2 separate regions of the Gossypium arboreum genome follow, and region 1 is linked to region 2. A link is a contact called in public Hi-C data. All regions are on one chromosome and are shown on one strand. Each heading gives the region's core, a stretch centred on a gene start, on an enhancer-like site or on the middle of the called end of the contact. The rest is flanking DNA. Distances are from core to core; before and after follow the strand shown. Region 1 holds the start of LOC108462411. Region 2 holds the start of LOC108486133 (lysM domain receptor-like kinase 3).

Region 1 (4,583 bases), core at 2,007-4,506, 840 kb after region 2:
ATTTTGTTTTCCATGTGCTTATATGATTGTAGTAATCTACACTTTGATCTCATGAGCTTTGTGGAGGAAGTGTACAAACTAGAAAACTTGTACAACTTGTAGAGACACATATTCCCACCAGTCTAAAATGAACATATGTGGTCACCTGTATTGAATGCTCTATTTAAGTTGTTACCCAATAGAAGATTGTGACGTAAAACTAAAAGTTGACTAATGCTGACTCGAATACGCGACAACATGGATATTCAGGATAGGTCAAACCAACCAAGGTTATGCAGGTGGTGTAGGAATTCGGGCCATATAATGTCGTCATGTCCACATCGAAAGGATAATACAAAGTAGAAAACAAATATCAATTTCATTATAATATGTAAACAAGTGGTTTTATTAAATGATAATAAATATCAATTTTTCATTTTGTGAAAAGATAACAAATTACAACTTTAATTTTGTAAAATGATAACAAATATCAACTAGCATTTTGTTAAATGATAACAATATTCCTTTAAAAACATAATAATAAAAATAATCGATATAATATAAATGTTCGATACAAGGATAAAATTAATCAGTGTAGATGCCAGTCAGAATCTGTGCCACATCAGGGTGGTTGACAGTTACACGCTGGATTCCTTATTGGTTTAGTTTTTGGGCGGGGTTATGGTCTCAGTAGCTCCTCTTCTTCGCCTTCGGTCGATTTTGATCTTTACATTCTTAGTTGCCATCATTAATTCTCAGGTTTAGAAATAGGTGGTTGGGAAGATGACCCAGCTTGGTAGAACAAAGATCTTGGAGGTGTTTGCGTCACAAATGGTGAATGAGCATAACTATATTGAGTTTCATACACCGATAGAATAACCATTGGACTCTCCATCGGTGCCTGAAACATAGACGGCTTATAAGTCGTCGTTAGAAAAATAGATGGCATGGGCATGTAATACATCGGGGATGGATGTCTAAGAGTCTAACCTAACATAGGACTAGATGCAAAAAAAAAAATGTGGTGCAACATATGGTACTTATGTGTGGGTGTTTATGATGGACCCGCCTAGCCAGCCCTTGGATTTAAAGGAGGTCATCGTGGCCTACTCGTATAGGGATATTGACGCCTTGCCTCTTCCCCGTACAAATATGGCTTGTCATGGATCCTAATCCATGGCATATACTGTGGATCGCATGCTAGCTGTAGAACGATAATAGGTTTGTAAGTAGGTAAAAAATTATGCCGATTATTCCACATATTGATATGTTGGGAGTGGAATATCGGCCAATTCTCATCCAGCCACCGCAAGTCAATAGGATGCAGATTATTAAGGTCTTGAGGTGACACGGAAATCAATTATCAAAATCCAAACTGCTGTAACACTCTATCGGTCTCTTGCATCTTAATGGTAGCATACATTACCAATGGGACCTTTATGTGCCATACGTTGGGATTCACAAATAATTCCTCGAGGATGACTTCTCGAATTGGCGAATTCTCATATAGTGTCCATTCAAACTATATTAACGTGATAAAAATTAGTTATATTTATACTACTAAATACGAAATCACCTACGTTAAGATTTTATAGTTAAAATTTTAAATAAATACATACCTCCACTTTCGATCGTTAGTCTAATAGAAGCCGCATATCTTGAAGCTCAGTAGGTAATCTCACGTGACTTGACGTATGGTTCCACTTATTTAAATAACTTCTTAGCATAATAATTTTAATTTAAATAAATTTTATCATAGCAATATCTACTGAATTTTACCTTGTTACAAGTGGGAATATATACAGGTAGTTGGCTCGAGGACGTAAAAATGGAAACCAGTACAACACCATAATTGTAGTAGTAAAAGGTAACCATCAATTTTGATTTTTCTTACTTGCGTTGCCTTACACATCTCTCGGTACAATGTGGCAAACACGGTGGACCCTCAATTAAGTTCGCCCGCTCTTCTAAAATCGACGAGTTTCAGCAGCCACCTTAGATGGACGAGATTTCGTGACTTATTCGGCTTCAAGATGCACCCGATGATCTAAAGGATGTACGTCTGAGCGTATCATTCTCTTTCGACTTCAATCGAATCCTCATCCAACCCCGCAAAATTTTTTTGTATCCAAGCGATTTTGATTTGACCTCCATAAATCGTCTCTAGAGCCAAACCCAAAAGATCACCACATACGGCTATCCAATCAGAAAATTGAACAAACCTAGCGACTATCGATCCATCCATCGGTAACCCTAACTGTAAATGTACGTCATCCAGAGTAATAGTACACTCGTCGCATGGAAGATAAAATGTGAGCATCTCTGGTCTCCACTTCTCTACCAACGTGCTTACGAGTTTCGGGTCCAACTTACACCCCTAGCCTACAAGGACCATGTGCCAAAAACCGGCTTCCCTCAAGTATGGTTCTATCAACGGGGATGGAGGACCAGATAGATTACGAATATGGCATTGTAAAATTCGATCTTTCGCCTATTTACGTAAAAATATACAAAATATTAAGTTAAATTATAACAATGAAATAAAAAAATTGAACAAAATTGAAATTTATTAAAATTTATTTTACCATTTGTAATTGATTGGCGAAAATGTGCTTGTCATCAAGACAATTAAAAAATATAGAACACGAATTAATTTTTAAAAAAATATTTTTAGAAAATATTAATAAAAATCTAATAAAATAGAATTTAGATAGAAATAGAATTTTAGTAATAAATTTAAGAGAGAATTTGAGAGATTTTTGAGAGAATATTGTGAGCAATTAGTAGGGGTTTTATAGTTTTTTTACTGTGGGGGTGCAAATGACTACTTAAAATAGATGTTGAAAATGTAGTCGTTGGGGGAAGGTGTTGCGGGACGCATTTTTCATTAACGCTTCCAGCTAGAAGCATTTTACTTGTGACATGCAGAAAGAGCTTCCAGCTGGAAGTGTTTTACTGGTGACACGCAAAAAGCGCTTCCAACTGGATGCATTTTTTGGGTTTCTCCTGAAAATGCTTCCAATTGGAAGGTTTTATCTAAATCGGCTCATTTCCGTTAAAGTTAAAAAATTCGGTTTATTTCCTTAATTTTAAAAATAACATTTATTGGTATTTTAGTCTAAAATAAAAGTATAAATATGATATATAATTAACCATTGCTAAATATTTAATAATTGGTTGAGGAAAATAAGAGAGTGTAAAAATTAGTTAAGCAGCTAAGGTAGAATACTCTTTCTTTAGTTGGGTAAAACAATAAAACTGGAGTAAAATAGGGAGTAAAGTATAACGTGAAACGGTGCGTTTCCAGGTGAATATTTCTATTAGGTTTTTATGGAGCTGAAGTGTCCATGGAAACTGTGAGCTTCGATCTTCATCTCTGAGAGGAAAAGCATAATCAAATCCAAAAATACACAAAAACATAAAAGGAGTATTTTCTCAAATTCATAACCATGACTGGTAATTCTTTTTTCTTTTTAACTCATTATTATTTAAACTTTACTTTTTCTAATCTAATTCTTGCATTGAATTGCTTATCAAATTTGTTTAGGCCGCCTTCCAACTATCTGCAATGGAGCAAACTTTTTCCTTTTCCTTTTCTATACATCTTAATAATCATTTGGGTTTTTTTAGGGTTTTCTTCTAGCAATTTGCTTTTGTTTCTTTAAAGAGTAATATAAAGCAATAAGCTTTTTTTAGATAATCAAAGATACCCAGAAGCTGCAAATGCAATGAAAATTTTTGGGGTTGAAATGCAATGTTCTTTTCTTTTTTTAAATCCTTCCGGAGCTTTTGAGATCTGGTTTTTGTAAATTAACATGAAATTTATCTCATAATGACCGAGTTTTTAAAATCAAAGCAAGTATTAGTGAAGCAAAAGTTGTAAAAGTACTGACTTTGAGAGAAACTCAGGCACAGATTGGTGGCTCAACCCCATAAATCGTCCATCAACCTTAAGTTGTAAGAGAACTAACAAATATAGGTACCCTATTCATAAAAGATACAACTTTACTTTCTTCCCTAGCATCTATCTAAGGGAATGAAATATGATCAACCTGACATTTACTAATATTGGTTACACTTTATTTAATCAATTGATGGAGGGATTTGATGCTGTTTTGAGATTGGTTCATGGTGTGCTTCCTTCAACATGAATTGACTTATCTGAGTTATGTTTACAGATCACTTGCAGGAGCAGGAGATGGAAATTGAAGCCCTGGAAGCAATACTTATGGATGAATTCAAAGGTTCAACGTCTTGCCCTTCTTTCTTGGGCTTGTCTTTTTTCTATCTGCAAGAATTTCCTGTCCCTCCTGACCTGTTATGATTGTTGTTCTCATATCAGAAATTCATTCTGGTGAAAGTGGGCTAAACACTTCGAATAGGTGCTTCCAAATAACATTATCTCCTCAGGTGTGTTTTATCCCAGAAATAACGTTATCTGCATTTCTGTAATATTCTAGTTTCTCATGGTGATCTTACAATGCCATGGCCTAGTAGCGGTAGAGTTGTTTGCTGAGTAATAATGCCCATCTAAATGATTTAGTATGTTTGGCTTTTGTTTAAAGCTACTGTTTAAACAGCATTAGCTATTCTTAGTGACTCTT
Region 2 (4,083 bases), core at 1,113-3,612:
TTTTTGAGAAAGAAGAGGCACTAGCAATTCAGAACTTAAACAGAGCTAGAATCCATATCTTGTTATGTAAAACTTAAAATTTTCAATTTTGACATACATCACACTGTGAATCATGTCGTTTATTTATAGTTGTCAGCTGGTAGTTGGCATTGTACAGCTGACTTCGTTTTGCTTGTTGTACCCATCGAACATGGATGTGGGGATATGACCCGCTAAAGACACATAATAACATGGAAAAATTTAGCATGCCCATGTCAGACACATACATACCCATATTCAACACTCACACTTCAGTCCAAGTAACATGGCTTTACTTCCTTCACTTAGATTTACCAATTCATACCTGAAATTGCATCAGCTGACGGTGCAGGAACAGGTGCTGGGGGGATCTCATTCTCCACATGATACGGTTCACCAGGAACTGCAATATATATAAGCAAGCTATAGTCTAAAACTTTCTGCTATAAGAGGAGAACTAAACAGTAAGTAAATCCAACAAAATTAACAAGAGAAATGTCTATTCTCGGTATGCATTGCCAGTTGCAAACAACACACAAGGCATAATGAAAAAACACCAATTAATAGCCCTGTAATTCAAGGAAATAGATCATAAAGCAAAGACATTTGTCAATTCTAATCACAGCTATAAAACAAGAATATGCATGAACTCATTATTGCTTTCATTAATATGATATTGTTTGCATATCCGAAATCCATGACATTACCACCTTCCCTCAAAGTTCACATTATGACTTCAGATAGAAACCAAGTAGGCTCCAGTTCCAAGTCCTTAGTATACCTAATTATAAACTATGGGCAAAAATCTTATTTTACCAACTTTGTTAACTCCTGTATTTGCAAAACTTAAAGAGTTCTCAGAAACTATGCAATTATCATCAAAATCATAAATGCCCATCTCTTGAAAAGCAACTCAATATGGATATCTCCAAACAAATAGCATTCCTCATGCAAATTCCTAAGAAACCACACACAGAAAATGGTGAAAAGAATAAACAGAAAAAATTAAATGATTTTTGAGGCAAACCTGAATTCAAGGGAATATAGTACAAAGCACCAACAGTGACATTATCAGGATTTGAAATCCCATTAACTTGCTCAATACTATCCATGCTAACCCCAAATCTACTAGCTAAAGATTGCACACTGTCCCCATCTTTCATCACATAACTCATCAAGTAGTTCCACAAACTACTTGAACACCCACAAAACAGCCTCAAAGACACCACAGCTCCAATCCTTGCCGGCCTGCTAACATTTGGAACCATTGCAAGCCTATCATAAGCCTCTAAAATCATGTCATAAACATACCCTTGATTTGATCTCACTGTAAAGGTTGTGTTTGTTGCATAATTCTTGGAGGATGTCAAGCAAGAACAGTTCTTTTTTATGAATATGTAGCCATGGCTGTCCTCTCCTTCAACTGTAATGTCTTGTGGTATCACATCAAACATGCTCTGGATCACTGCTAGACTTTGGTTTCCCTGCGGCTTAAAAGCCAAAAAAGATGTGCATAATCTTGATGTGTCCGTACAATTCATGGGTATTGTAGCAGAAGAAGAATCCAAGGCATTGAGGGTTTGAACAATAAGAAGAAAGATTAATGGTAGAAGAATCCCAAATTGTGAAACCTTAGGATCCATTTTTCTTGTTTCTAACAAAAAAAAAAAAAAGAAAAGTTTGAAACTTTGAGCTAAAATTAAGTGCAAAAAATAGATAAAAAATAGAGTTTGATCAAACAACTCGGCCTAAAAGGGTTAACACAAAAAAGTTTAGGACTAGATAGAGAGAAAACTAGATCAAACATAAATTAGACTTGATAAAAGTTTGAGCAAGGTTTAGCTTTTGCTGTAAATGATGAGCAAGAAGTATGAATCTAAAACAAAATCAGACAAAGAGAAGCAAAGGGTCAGTGAAGAAACTAGAGCTAAGTTCACGAAAATCCTGGCTTTTACTATTTCTTTTCCTTGAAGAGGTTAAAGAAAATGGTAGATTTAGATAGATGGTAGTAAAAAAAGAAGCTCAAAGAAAATATATTGGAAGATTAGAGGGAAAATGAAAGTGAGATTTTTGCTAAGCAAAAATGGAAGGTGGGGATTTAAGCTTCAAATTTTAAGGAGGTTTGAAGGACACAAGTAGAAAGGAATGAGATGACTCTAAACAGAGCATGTTCGACTGTTTTTATTTTTCTTTTTCTTTTTTTCCCTCTGTTGCGGTTGGTAACTCCTTAATTCAGTCCTTCACTGTAAAAAGGGAAAGGGAGTCTCAAATACATACAAACAGGAAGCCATCCCCATCCACTTTCATAGCTATTTGCTGCCCCGCACTGCCCTGCCCTGCCCACCTTTCCTTGAATATTTTCGTTTTTTTTATTTCTAACAAAGTTTGTCCATTTTAATTAAGTTTAATTATAAAAAATTATAAATTATTAAAATAATAAAATTATATTTTTTATTATCGTAAAAATATATTATTAAAATCGAATCTTTCTCAAATTTTCAGACTTTGCTCCGGCACACATACATATATTTATATGAATAGAAAATTAATACAATACTCATGATATGTGTTAATTCTTGATTATATTGATGAAGTTAATTGTTTAATATATTTGTGTTTTATGTTTAAAATTTATTATGATTAAAATTTTAATAATTTATAATAATTTCATTTACATATGAAAATTTATTCTAATAACTGAATTAATGCTTAATTATCTTACTATACCAAGTCAATAAAAATAAAAATATAAACTAAATCAAATTTATATATTTTAAAAATGAGGATAATATAAAATGCAGTAAAATTTCGAAAAAATACTTAAATTTCTATGATTCAACTAAAAAGAATAAAAAGTATTTATTAAATTTATTGTCAAATCAACTGAATTTCTTTCATTCAAAGTGCATTTTGCAATTGTCTACGGAATACTTCAGAAATGGTATTAAAAATGTAGTACTTTCACTAAATATTTTTAAACCCACTTTTATTCTAAATTAATTTCTAAATTTTAAATTATTCTAATAAAATTCTTAAAGCATCTCGGTTATATTAATTAGATTCTTTTATTATTAAAATTGTTAATTTAACTATTAAATTATATATTAAATTTTATGTAACATCATTTTAAATAAAACATTATAAAAATATTTTAAAAATCTAATCTTAAAATTTTCGAATCTTTTATAAAACTTTTATCTTACATTTCTTTTTTATTATTTACAAGATACAAATATGATATAACAAAATACATAAATCTCTCTCACACACAAGAAACACTCAAAAGGATTGGAAGGGTAAATTGGGAAATAAAATTCACGGGGCATTGAGTGTTGGGAAAAGGATTGGCACAAGTTGTGAAGAGCTGGAATTGAGAAAGATAGTTGGTTGGGCCCCGCAATTAGGCGCCATTTTTATAAGATTGATCGCCGATCATTTCCCAAACTGATCGCCTTACTTACCTCACTTATCCACACTTTCACGTTGTCGAAGTCAATCGTTGCACATTTCAAACACCTTCGCTTGTAAGGTTTGACTCAATTTGACCATTAATTTGCTATCCTTTCGAATGATTAATATAACCTTCCATTATAATATATTGTTGGTATCATCTATATTCTATATTATAGATAATAAGGTGCTTAAATTCTAATTGTTTAAAAATAAATATTGTCTATTATTTAAATTTCAAAATTAATATTTTCTAAATTGACTGTAATTAAATTTATTTATTATCTTTTAAAGAAGGTTAAAATTGGACATTTGAATATATTTCTAAAGAAGAATATATAGAAAGAGATCGAACGAGCGACATTTACTTACAATTAATGGTTGTATTTTTTTTTTTAAAAAAGTTTGGTGATAAAACCTTTGAATTTGTTTGACTTCTTTTACCCTCCAATTGCTTAACAAAGATTTTATAATTGAAGTGGGATATTAGTTTTAAAAAGAAATTAAAAAGACCTTTGGCTTCAACTCGATTTTTTGAAGGGAGTGGAATAATCGGGGAGTAAGGTTTGACTTGGTAGGCCCGCACGTGGACAAGCGACAACTGTAAACCCATAA

Evidence for each region. A called contact is a pair of places that touch in the nucleus more often than the background predicts.
Region 1: a Hi-C map of leaf shows a contact between it and region 2, with 2.9 times the contacts expected there. The contact joins the promoter of LOC108462411 here to the promoter of LOC108486133 in region 2. A contact is called at or near these places in 2 of 5 Hi-C or Micro-C datasets (both in leaf).

Annotation. Positions count from the first base shown.
Region 1 is chr2:28,883,608-28,888,190 of ASM2569848v2, forward strand. LOC108462411 reads left to right here and starts at 3,257. Exons shown (of 11, transcript XM_017762363.2): 1 at 3,257-3,435; 2 at 4,158-4,223; 3 at 4,322-4,389. The coding sequence starts at 3,429.
Region 2 is chr2:28,046,030-28,050,112 of ASM2569848v2, forward strand. LOC108486133 (lysM domain receptor-like kinase 3) reads right to left here and starts at 2,363. Exons shown (of 11, transcript XM_017789976.2): 1 at 1,046-2,363; 2 at 344-421. The coding sequence starts at 1,661.